Linked DNA regions of Sus scrofa: all the other regions are linked to region 1. Evidence: chromatin contacts called from public Hi-C data. All regions are on one chromosome and are shown on one strand. Each heading gives the region's core, a stretch centred on a gene start, on an enhancer-like site or on the middle of the called end of the contact. The rest is flanking DNA. Distances are from core to core; before and after follow the strand shown.

The links. Hi-C and Micro-C count contacts between places; a contact is called where the count stands out from the background.
Region 2: a Hi-C map of omental adipose tissue shows a contact between it and region 1, with 4 times the contacts expected there. The contact joins two enhancer-like sites. A contact is called at or near these places in 2 of 5 promoter capture datasets (fetal liver and liver), 31 of 47 Hi-C or Micro-C datasets (adipocytes, adipose tissue, alveolar macrophages and 16 more) and 2 of 2 datasets of contacts at active chromatin or transcription factors (alveolar macrophages and skeletal muscle).
Region 3: a contact with region 1 is called in a Hi-C map of omental adipose tissue, with 2.7 times the contacts expected there. The contact joins two enhancer-like sites. A contact is called at or near these places in 2 of 5 promoter capture datasets (fetal skeletal muscle and liver), 23 of 47 Hi-C or Micro-C datasets (alveolar macrophages, blood, embryonic fibroblasts and 14 more) and 2 of 2 datasets of contacts at active chromatin or transcription factors (alveolar macrophages and skeletal muscle).

The regions. Positions count from the first base shown.
Region 1 is chr7:92,525,276-92,529,023 of Sscrofa11.1, forward strand. No RefSeq gene overlaps it. Among named protein-coding and RNA genes, the nearest start is that of ZFP36L1, 31 kb to the left of the region's middle. Within about 2 kb of position 1,661, at least 15 of the 83 cell types and tissues checked have an H3K27ac peak or open chromatin away from gene starts, as enhancers often do. A contact at or near this core is called in liver and omental adipose tissue, where this site is marked.
Region 2 is chr7:91,949,684-91,953,763 of Sscrofa11.1, forward strand. The region is part of intron 8 of RAD51B (DNA repair protein RAD51 homolog 2); the gene reads left to right. Among named protein-coding and RNA genes, the nearest start is that of RAD51B, 360 kb to the left of the region's middle. Within about 2 kb of position 2,083, at least 25 of the 83 cell types and tissues checked have an H3K27ac peak or open chromatin away from gene starts, as enhancers often do. A contact at or near this core is called in liver and omental adipose tissue, where this site is marked.
Region 3 is chr7:91,612,643-91,616,821 of Sscrofa11.1, forward strand. The region is part of intron 5 of RAD51B (DNA repair protein RAD51 homolog 2); the gene reads left to right. Among named protein-coding and RNA genes, the nearest start is that of RAD51B, 22 kb to the left of the region's middle. Within about 2 kb of position 2,314, at least 8 of the 83 cell types and tissues checked have an H3K27ac peak or open chromatin away from gene starts, as enhancers often do. A contact at or near this core is called in omental adipose tissue, where this site is marked.

The sequences.
Region 1 (3,748 bases), core at 411-2,910:
GGCCTCTGGAAGACAGGAAGGAATGTGGCTTCTGAGAAGCCGGGTGGCCCATCCCCGTGCTGGCCGACCCTGAAGGATACCTCTCCAATCGCGCTCCCAAGACAGCCAGTTTCCAGAACAAGGGGCCCCAGCCTGCCAGGCACAGGGACATTCCATGACCACGTCGATTGCCTAAGAGGACCCCAGGCCAGATATCGACCTGCCCAGCCCAGCTGGGAGGAAAAGAGAAACGGGAGACCCATTGGCTCTGCCTGAGGTGGAGGTGGGCGTGGCGGCCGAGAGGACTTCGCTGTCACCTTGTGCAGGCAGGTGGGTCTGGCAAGGACAGCAGCCCTGCCCCCTGGCCGCCGGGCCTGGGGTCAGGGCCTGGGCCTGTTTGCCTAAGGGGGTGGGTGCAGCTAGTGTGGAAGCGACTCACCGTGGGGTCACTGCCGTGGCTAGGGAGGGCCAGAGCCCCTCCTTCTGGGGTAAGGCCCACTTGGGCTCTGCACTGAGGGGTGTGGCAGGCGGGATGGACCCAGGAGTGGAGAGGATGCAGCAGAAAGGGGGTGAGGATGAGGGTGTTGCTCTAATGGGGTGGGGGGCTGTGTATCTTAGTAGTTAGAGTGGGAGGGGGGTTTAGGGGGTTGTGAGCCCACCCCTCACCACCTTCCCTAAGGCCCCCAGGGAAAGTAGCTGGACCAAGTCAAGGGCAATTCTGTGAATCAGTGGGCTCGCACTTGTGACATAGTGGGTTAAGGATCCAGTGTTGTCACTGCAGCAGCTCAGGTTGCTGCTAGGGCTTGGGTTCCATCCCTGGCCCAGAAACTTCCACATGCCTTGGGTGTGGCCAAAATGATAATAATAATTTTTTTAAATAAGTTTAGAAAAATAGAAGTTCCTGTCATGGCACAGCGGAAATGAATCCGACTAGGAACCATGAGGTTGCGGGTTTGATCCCTGGCCTTGCTCAGTGGGTTAAGGATCCGGTGTTGCCATGAGCTGTGGTGTAGATCACAGATGCGGCTCAGATCTGGCATTGCTGTGGCTGTGGTGTGGGCTGGTGGCTTCAGCTCCGATTGGACTCCTAGCCTGGGAACCTCCATATGTCGCAGGTGCGGCCCTAAAAAGACAAAAAAATAAAAGAAAAAGAAAGGGCACACACAGGAAACCCCACCCCCACATTCAGCCAGCTCTCTAGGGGGACTGGCAGGCCAGGGCCTGAGTGTCTCTGAAGTGCAGATACTGCTCAACCTGGGCACAGAGGAAGCAGGCAGACCCAGAGGCAGGCCTGGTCAAGCACGGTCATGCGTTGTTAGCCTACCCAAGGAGCAGGGGGTGTGACACTTGAGGCCCAGGGAGGTAACGGGCTGTGGACAGTGGGGGCAGGATACACAGAAAACTGCTGGACAGCTTGGCTCTCTCTCCTGTGCACTCAGCACTGAGTGAGCACCCTGCCCCAAGGAAATCTTTAAGGGGACAGCGACCAGCATTGCCCTTCCTGGCCTTTCTGTGCAGGATCGCTCGGGCTTGTTAGCCTCCTGTCTCCCAACGGGGACCTTCTGGAAACTATTCTCCATCCTGGAAATTGTCACAGAGGTCCGTGTGGAACAGAGCTAAAGTGGGAGGCAGAGAACTGCCCCGCCTCAGCACAGGTCCGAAGAGGAGGCGAGTGCCCCCTGGTGGCTTCCTGTGGTGCAGGCGCAGAGAGCCACGCTCCCCAGATAAGACTCCTAGGGGCACAACCTCTACACAGCCTCCTACAGGCTCCAGGAGCATCTTGTAATCAACCTACAATTCCTCCCCCCCAAATTAAATAATTAATTTTTTTAATTCTTAAAAAGAGGCGTTCCTGTCGTGGCTCAGTGGAAACGAATCCAAATAGGAACCATGAGGTTGCGGGTTTGATCCCTGGCCTCACTCAGTGGGTTAAGGATCCGACGTTGTCGTGAGCTGTGGTGTAGGTCGCAGATGCTGTGGTGTAGGTCGCAGGCTAGGGGTTGAACTGGAGCTGCAGCTGCTGGCCTACACCACAGCCACCAGGGCATTGCTGTGAGCTGTGGTGTAGGCCGGCAGCTACAGCTCTGTTTCAACCCCCTGGCCTGGGAACCTCCATATGCCGCGGGTGTGGCCCTAAAAAGCAAAAAATAAAAATAAAAAATAAAAAATAAATTAAAAGTGATACGACTTACATCAAGGGTCATTGGATTGCACAACATGTGCGGCTCTCTTAGTATGATCTTTGGCAAATAATAAAAATAATAATGACACAGTGATCCCGGGGAGATAGGTATTTATTATTTCCAGTTTTCATGAAATGAGGGTTTGCACAAAAGCATTCAAACAGTAACTGGCAGAACCCAGATTTGAGCCTGGGTGTGATGCCAAGCTTGTACTGGTTTTTCGGCACTGTAATCACTCAGATCTTAAGAGAAACTGTTTCCAGCCAAGGGGTGGTTTTTTCCTCTCCTGTCTCCTGCTCCTGAGAGACTCGCTATTGGGGAGAAGACAGAGAAGAGGCCCTTTCTCCTCACACAGTCAAAGGGTCAATGTTAAATCTTTGCTCATCTTGTATTTTACAAAGGACTTTCCCCCATGTTATCTCACTTGTGCTTAGCACCAGCCCTGTGAGGGAGGGGGCTATGGCCCCCTACAGCATGCAACCCCAAGTCAGCGGTCCTATAACTTCCAGCCCTGCACCCACAAACACCCCACCCGGGCCCAAACCCAATACCGAGGTTTCCTGTAAAAATCCACTCGCAGAAAGTATTTGCAGCACATATCTCCCTGGGAACTGTATCTAGTCACTTATGATGGAGCATGATGATGTGAGAAAAAAGAATGTATATGTGTATGTCTGCCTGGATCACCTTGCTGTACAATAGAAAATTGACAGAATACTGTAAACCAACTAAAATGGAAAAAATAATCATTTAATAAATAAATAAAATAACATATCTGACAAGGGAGCCAGTATCCAGACTATAGAAAGAACTCCTATAACTCAGTAAAAGAGCATTTAAGGAGTTCCCTGGTGGCCTGGTGGTTAAGGATCCGGCGTCATCACTGCCGTGGCTCCGGTTCAACCCCTGGCTCCGGCACATCCACACACTGGGGGCGCAGTCAGAAAAAGAAAGACATTGGAAAAGAGGCAGAAGATGTGAACACACCGTTTCTCAAAAGAAGAGCTATGAATGGCCAAGCCGCGAGAAAAGAAGATAATCACCATTATTAATCACCATTAGTCATCATTAGGAAGTACAGAAATAACACCTCATACACCCACCAGAAAGGCGGAAACGGAAAAGGCCGACAAAACCAAATGCTACTGAAAATGTTAATGGGAACCTTCTTATATGCTGGTAAATGTATAAAATGCTACGACCATTCTGGAAAAAGGTCTAGCGGTTTCTTATAAAATCAAATATACACCTCCTCCATGACCTAGCAGGTCTACTTCTGGGTATTTACCCAAGAGAAATGAAGACTTACAGTCAGCAAAAGACCTGTCAGGACTCTTCCTAGCAGCCTTATTCATAATAACCAAAAAAACCAGAAACAGGCCAGTGGGTATACAGACCATGGCAGACCCATACCACAGAATGCTGCGCAGCAGGGAAAATTACTGAGATGCACGACACGTGGGTTTATTGACATCATTATACTGAGTGAAAAAAAAAAATCATTACACAAGACAACCTATTATCTGATTTTAGTTCTAAAATTTTTTTAGTTTTATGGAAGTCTGGTTGGTTTACAAGGTGGTGAT
Region 2 (4,080 bases), core at 833-3,332, 580 kb before region 1:
CCCATTTAAAGTTGTATAATGAAGTATGTTTTTGTCTTAAGATTGTGCAACTATTGCCGCTATCAAATTTTAGAACTTTTGCATTCCCCAAAGAAATTCAATACCCATTGGCAGTCACTGCCTATTCCTTCCCCTGCCCCAAGCAATCACTGATCTACTGTCTGTCTCTGTGGCTTTGCATTGGTTCTACTTTTTAGCAGTCATAAATGATGGTGCTAATGAACATTTGTATACAAGTTTTTGCAAGGGCATATATGCTTTCATTTCTCTTGCGAATCTGCATAGGAGGAGCAACGTTGGGTCTTAGGTGAAGTCTATATTTTGACTTTTTGAGGAACTGCCACATTGTTTTCTAGTGTTTTCCATGTTACATTCTACCATCCATGTTTAAGGGCCTCAGTTTCTCCACCTCTTCACCAGCACTTTTTATTGTCCATCTTATAGCCATCCCAGGTGCTGTGAGGTGGTAGTTCATTGTGGGTTTGATTTTTTTTTTAAATCTTTTTACAAAATAGGATTTATTAATTTTTACAAGGAAACGTCGCTGATAGATCATGCGAACCCTTCCTCATCACTGGAACTCTCAGCTTGGGCTCAATCCTCGTAGTCAGACCACATCACAGATGGCAGCATTTCCCTGGATTATCAGGGTCTGTGGAGCTCGCATGGATGGGTTTAGTGCCTGTGGCAAGGAGGCTCCAGAGAGAGCTCTTGCCCCTTCCACCAGGTGAGGATGCAACGAGAAAAGGATCTTCACCAGACCCTGACCACACTAGCACCTGATCTTGGACTTCCCAGCCTCCAGAACTCTGAGAAATACATTTCTGTTACAAGCCACCTAGTTGATGGACTTCATTAAAGCAGCCCTAAGGGACAAAGACACTGACTTTCCAAGGGAAGAAGCAGTGGTCCTATTCCAGATTTGGGTTCCCCCTTTCCCCAAGAAGCTGTACTTCTCCACGGTCCTTTCTCCTCCCACTCCTTTTGTTTGTTTGTTTGTTTTGTTTTTGTTTTTTGCACTAAGTCCTAGGACTCTGGTGCCTGGCTTTGGTGTGTTTTCTTTCTTCAACTCATCACTCTCTTCTTTTGTTCACTGCCTTCTCCCTTCTCCCTCTCTTTTTCACCTCCACCCACCCGTCCCATCAGCTCACCCCAGTGGTACTGACGCAGTTCTAAGACTCTGGAGCCCCCTTTGTATCATCACCAGTCCCGAGAACTTCACATGGCCTCTCTGCCCAGCGTTATCTGATATAACTGTCAGATATTTCAACAATCTCATTTCAAAGCTCCCTCTCCCATTTTGGCCTTAAACATACTGACGAGGTTTTTACTTAAGAAAATGTGGCCACCCAAGCGTCATGCAATATCTGAGTAACAAAGTGAGAGAACCTAGGTTGGATGTGAAAAGGCTTCTTTAGCCACATTGTTCTGGTCCACAACGGTTCAGTCTTTACCTGGTCCAGCTAGAAGGCCCAAGTCTGACCATGAGCACATCCGCATAGGCATGTAGAGCCAAGAAATCTTTTCTCCAAGGGTGACACTGAAATTGTCCAGGAGCCCCCAGCCCCTCTTTATCAGCAGCAGCGGTGTTTATAGGGCACCCTTATTACCCGGGGTGTTATAGCTGCAATAATAAAGACGGCCTCGGATCTTTAGCTTCCTTCATCTCAGAACAGACCCCCCTGTGTATCTTGAGAGCCACAGCACAGGCCTATTCCGTCTGTAATGAGTGGGATGACTTAAAACAGCACCTTTCACCCCAGGATCTGGAAGCCTTTAAGAGCCTCACCTCCGCACTTCCATACACAAGCTCTTTAGGGAAGGACAGACAATAAACAGGAACTTCTGGGGCCTGTCCTGTCAGGGAGAACGGAGAGAAAAAAGATGGTGGTAGGCACCGTAAGCCTTTCTTTGGTGACTGAAGGCTCATGGGCGTATCCAGTGGCCTCTTCCTCCAGCACAGGTACAGTCAATGCTTTTCACTTACCTAATCTTCCCCTAGAAGTGCTTTACTCATCCAGTGCTAGGAAGGAATATGGTGATAAAAGGTGATTATTCTCTAACTAAAGCAGGGAAACTTGTTCCTTCTGGTGAGTCACTGGTTGAGTAAAGATAAAGTGTCCGGAGTACAAACGGCCTCTTGTTTGCACGGGGCCTGGCATTCGTTCATATCCCTGCTTCGTTTTCTTCTCAAGGAAACAGGCTCTGTTCCCATCCCCATCCCAGCTCCCTCGTAGGTGATGCCGGAACTCCCGACTCAAACCCACAGAAACTTGCCTCGATGTTTTCCTTTCTGCAGACTTCTAGAACTACTTTATATTTCTCCAACTTAAGCTGTTAGAGGAAGAAAGGTTCCTTTATCTTTTTTGTCGGCTAGGATGGGAAGCTGAGCAGGAAAAGGAAAAGAACTAGCATCTGCTTGGCCTCAGGCACTGTGCTGGTTGCTTTGTATATATTGTCTCATGGAACTAAAGTGTAAAGCCCAGTTCGTCTGTGACTCGTCTGCTGAGAAAAGCATTTCTGCTGAGCGTGCTGTCTTTGCCTGTTTGTCATTGGTTGTGTTGGCCAGTAGCTCTTTGTACGTGATTATGGCTTTAACTCCAGTACCCACCAGGACCTATTCTATGCCATCTTTTCTTTTAAAATGTGGCTCTGGTACATTAACAAACCCAAATTGCACATTCTTCAGTGTAAGCTGCTATTCAGGATCGAACTTAGCATTAAACGGCCTCCTTTTTCTCTTTTTTTTTTTTTTTAAAGCTCTTTTCTTCCTTTGTTGTGAGAAAAACATGTTTATGCTCTTTTTAAATTGTCTGTCATGATGTCATAATAAACTGTTTCATTTCATCATTTTGGCTCAATCATATAAATATAAGTTCCTCTTAAACTCTTTTTGTTCTCAGATTTTATTTTTAAAAAGCTTATAATTCTGCCTGCACTTCCCCTACCCCACCCCAGGCAGGCCAGCCCAAGTGTTTTTTTTCCCCCTGCCATTCAAAAGACCATTGCATGAGTCACCTACTCAGTTCTCTGTCCTCATGAATTCTGGAGTCCGATTGACTGAATTTGGACCCCACTCCCAAAACTTCCGAGCTGCACGACCTTGGGCACACACTGCCTCCATCTCCCTTTCTGACAACGCTCGCTCGTTGGCTTATTATCAGGATTAAGTGACTTGATGGTGTCTGCCCTGGTCCCAGGCTCCCCCTGCTTGGGTTCCACCCTGTACACAGCCGGCCGTCAGTTTTGTCTCAGCCTGGCCATACCTGGCCTCTGAAGCGTCTCTGCTTCCCTTCCCCCCACCGGACCTTGGCATCTGAGGACCTTCCAGACTAGTCCACACTGCCTTTTCCAGACCCATCTCTTATTAGTCCCCAGCATAAGCCCCCATCCCCCAGCCAGTCTGGACTAGGCATCCTTCCCTAAAGAGGTATTTGCTTTCTTCATGTTACGCTTGGCTTAGTCCATCCTGTTTGCCTAGGATGAGTTCCTTTTCTCATCTTTGCTCATCAAAAATCCCATCACCCTTCAAGATACCCTCCATAGCCACCCTAACTAGGGAGCGATTGGGTGTGGCCTCCAAACTCTGAACCCTGGATAATCTGTGCTTGGATGGCACTTGTCATGTGTGGCCTGGAGAATGAAGATCTTAGCATTTTTGTTTCCCCTTCTCAGTTGTAAGCCCCATGGAGGTAGGAAGTCCAGTGCTTCTTATGTTAGGACTTAATAAGTCTTTGTTGAACTGGTGAAGCTCCCTTTGTCACAATTTTGTCCTATCAGTTCGAATTTGATAGTTTCCTCTGCTGTTCAGAGGAAGAGGAAAGCAGAGTATACATGCAATCAGGGTTTGGCCTTACTTCATTAATATATACTTTCTGAGTATCTGGTGAATGTTAGAAACTGTGCTAATTGCTGGGGTTAAAAATAATAATAATAATAGCTGCAATTTACGGAGCCCATCCTGGGTGCTAGGCACTGTGCTACATAAGCACTCTTCAGATTACCTCACTTAATACTCATGATAACCTTAGTGAGAAAGATGTTTTCAGTGCATTATCATGTAAGCTGTAGGTCAGAGAG
Region 3 (4,179 bases), core at 1,064-3,563, 910 kb before region 1:
ATTCTTTTCATTTATGTGCCATTTGTTTTTTCAAATTATCGAAATAGTACACTTAAAGAATATGATTTTTCTACATATTTGATATTTTGTTAATAAACATCAGGGATTTTTTTAGGAGTTTTTTCTTACACAATTTAAAGTTGTGTACAGGAGTTCCCGTCGTGGCGCAGTGGTTAACGAATTCGACTAGGAACCATGAGGTTGCAGGTTCCATCCCTGGCCTTGCTCAGTGGATTAAGGATCCGGCATTGCCGTGAGCTGTGGTGTAGGTTGCAGACGCAGCTCGGATCCCGAGTTGCTGTGGCTCTGGCGTAGGCCAGTGGCTACAGCTTCGATTAGACCCCTAGTCTGGGAACCTCCATATGCTGCGGGAGCGGCCCAAAGAAATAGCAAAAAGACAAAAAAAAAAAATAATAATAATAAAAAAATAAAGTTGTGTACAGAGTTTTAAAGTCTGATTCTATATATCTCTATCTACCTATGTATATACTTTTGGTTGTATATCGCTGTTGAACAAATCATTCCAAAATTTAGTGCCTAAAAACATCAATAAATGTTCATTATCTCATATGGTTTCTGTGAGTCAGGAGCAGCTTAGCTGGCTATTTTTAGTTCCTGTCTTTCATGAGTTTATAATCAAGATATTGGCCGAGGCTGCCATCATCTGAAAACTTGACTGGAGCTGAAAGAGCTGCTCAGGGTGACCTATAGAACTGTGAGCTAATAAAGGGGTGTTATTTTAAGGCTGCTAGGTTTGTGGTCATTTGTTCCATAGCAATAGAGAACTTACATAGATATCAATGGGGATGTCTAACTAATTGCATTGCACGATCTTTATTTCTGGTGAGAAGTTCAGACCTAGAGTCCTGGGTATCAGATAGAAGTTAGATCTGGTGGAGGTAAGAGGTAAGGCTCTAACTGAATAAACTTGGACTAGGCCTGGAGAGGATTGGAGGGAGTAAGAGTAAGTCTGGAAACATTCTGCTGTCACTTTTACAGCTGCTCTTTCCTGATTCTGACTTCAAAACACCCTATTTTATTTATCATCAATTTTGATTTATGTGAACTGCACTGAATCTGGGTATGTTCAGTAATAGCACCAAGATTAAAAGTGGAATTAGAGAAGTGCTACTCATGCCAAAGGCAGAAGCAGCAGAGGAGAAATCAAAGAGAAACCAGCTGCTCAGTCACTAATGGGAGTGAGCGATAGGGCTTTGTGTCTTTCCCAGAGAACATCAGACTCCTTACTTATGGAACATATAAGCAGATAATTTTACATCTGTTATAACTGAATATTGATAATAAAGATAGGTTTGAAATTTCAACTTGGAATGTTTATGTTACGTGGCGATCAGATCATGTAATTGTTGCCTTCTCATATGAGGTAGTATATAGATCAGATCAGTGTTTCTCAATCCTTTTTACAGTGTTGACCCCTCTAGAGTTTTTTAGACTTTTTTTCCCCTAATAAACCCCTGTGCCCCTTACCATGAGATTTTAATACCATAGCAATTCTGTGTATCTGTTTCTGTGTCATATGTAGATCTATGCTTTATATGGAAAAAATACAACCCCTCCTCCCCAATAAAAACCAGATTTTGCTGTCAGGGTCATTATATTGAGAATGTATGGTAAAGAGACTGATGTGATTAGGTAAAGTTAAGGTTGTTTTGAAGAGATTATTAAAAAAGGTATTATCATATTGTAATCCAGAGATTGCAAGACTAGAACACTGGTCCAAATCCTTGTCAAGAACAGGAGATGTTGCACCTGCAGATCTTGCTTGGAGAGTACCTCTGGGGGGGTAAACCTGTGAAGCACTGCCAAAACTTTACAGCAGTCAAGAATAATGCTTCTACCCAGATCCTTGCTCTCAATAATCAGAAAAAATATAGCCCTTGTCTACATTGCGTATGCTTCCTAAGTCATTTCTATGCTTTGTTCATGATTTAAGGAGACCAGGTGTCCTCCTTAAGTGGGGTGGTTTTGTTTTGGAAGTGACTACCCTACCATCCCCAAAAGATAGAGGCAGGATGCCAGCGTCCTATTTTGGCTTCCTGATTTTTCCTCAGAACAATTAAATATTTCAGTTTTTTTTCTCATTCGCAGTGTGGGCTGTGGTCTAGAGATCACCGGAGCCAATACGTCAGGGCTTGTAAACTGAAATGTCTGTAAGGACCTTGGCTTGTATAGAAGTGCATGAACAGCGAAGTATAAGATGTAAATGCTTTATCAGTCAATTTTGGCTGTTTACTCTGCTTACAATAGCAGCAAACAATTTTTCTTGCTCATGGGTCTGTAGGTCTGCCAAGGTGGGTCTCATCTCCTTCAAGCTGTGGTCAGGTTCTGGGTTCTGGTCTGTTGCGTGTGTAGCAAATGCACAGCAGGAAAACTAGGGAGAGATTTCTGATTGCTTGTTCCTTGAACATAATCTGCTGATGTGATTCGTTTATCCTGTCCAGTGTTTTGAAAGATAAGATAACCAGGCCTCTGTCCAAATACAGAAGTTTAGCATATGTGGTTGATTGGATCACTGTTTCCCTAATTCTTCATTCTCTTCCTGATTTAGAAATGAGCATCTTTCTCCATAAATGTTTTATAGAGTCTTTTATATGGTTGTATGATTATTAAATAAATGGTTATATCCCTTGGCATTTTAATTTTTTATTTTTTTTACTGTGAAGCTTGCATGCTTGTCACTTCCTTGTCTTCCTGCTTTTTACTGCTCTGTTCCCCTCCCTTATTTTTTTCCTCCCCTTCCCATTTACTTCAAAAACAGCAGTTGCCAGTATGGAGTAAGAAGTGGTGGAGAGAATCCAAGGTGTAAAATCTTCCACGCAGTTTGCTATAAAGAAATTTAAGATCAGGGTTTCTTTCACAAGGCAAAGGGCTCCCTGGCCCTTCTGAGATTGTTGGCTTTTTATTTATTTGTTTGTTTTAGGATTCAGAGAGTTATTTTAAAAAATAGAAGACCTAATCGTAGATGCTAGGGGAAAGGGGTTGTTAAAAAGATAAGAAGTTTCCACATGCTCTTTTCTCAGATCTGAACCAGGCAGTCCTTAAATTTTCTCTGCAAAGTATTAGCCTGGCGGCATGTCCCATCCTCTTGCCCCCATTTTGAATGTAGAGAAGAGTTACTTTGCAAGATTTTGTAAGATTTTAGGTCCAGTGTCACATTGATCTCTACCACTTAATCTCTTTATGACTAGGCTTCACTTTTACTTTAGTACAATTAGACTCTTTTCTTGGTAGTGATTCTCTTTCCTCTTGAAACCAGTTGTTAATATTTGCTTCCTTGTATTTTAGTGATCTTCACTATTGATTGTTTTCTTTCTTTTGCATTTCTCAGGCAGGATTGTTGGAACTCAGGCTCTGACTATATGAAGCTAATTGTATTTTACTAGTGTCTTCCATGTGTAAATGGTGTATTCACTCTGAGTTTCCAAGAAGCAAATCACTTAGACTGTTCTGGTTTGGCATGTTTTCTCTTTCTAACCACCGTTGGAACTGAACCTGGGAACTGAACACAATTTGAAATTTTGTGGTTTGGCTGCTAGAATTCAAAGCTAAACTATCTGAAGCTAAAAATTATTAATGTTGAAATGTTTTAACCCACTAAGTAAACCTGAAAAAATAATGAAATATAATCCCAGCCAGCCCATAAAAATTGCATATAGCATATTTTTTTTTGAGGCTAGAAAGAGAGGGAAAATATATTGAAAGGATCTGAAATTGCTAAAGAATTAGAAATTATAGCTTTAAAAGAATGTTAATATCCAAATTCTAATGTAAAGGAAAGGAAGCATACAAAAACCACGTGAACCCAGAAATCTTGTGTTATTCACATGATAGTCTACTTTTCTCACGGCTGTACTGATCAGCACATAAAAATAATGAAGCAGGTAAAATATCAGTTGCACTTTAAAAAATTTTTATTTTTATTATTTTTATAGCCATGCCTATGGCATGTGGAAGTTCTCGGCTAGGCATCGACTCAGAGCTGCAGGTCTATACCACAGCCGTGACAACACCAGATCCAAGCTGCATCTGCAACCTACACCCACCCCAGCTTGCGACAACACTGGATCCTTAACCCGCTGAGTGAGGCCAGAGATTTAATTGCATCCTCACAGAGACAACGGACCCGCTGAGCCACTGCAGACACTCCCCAGTTGCACT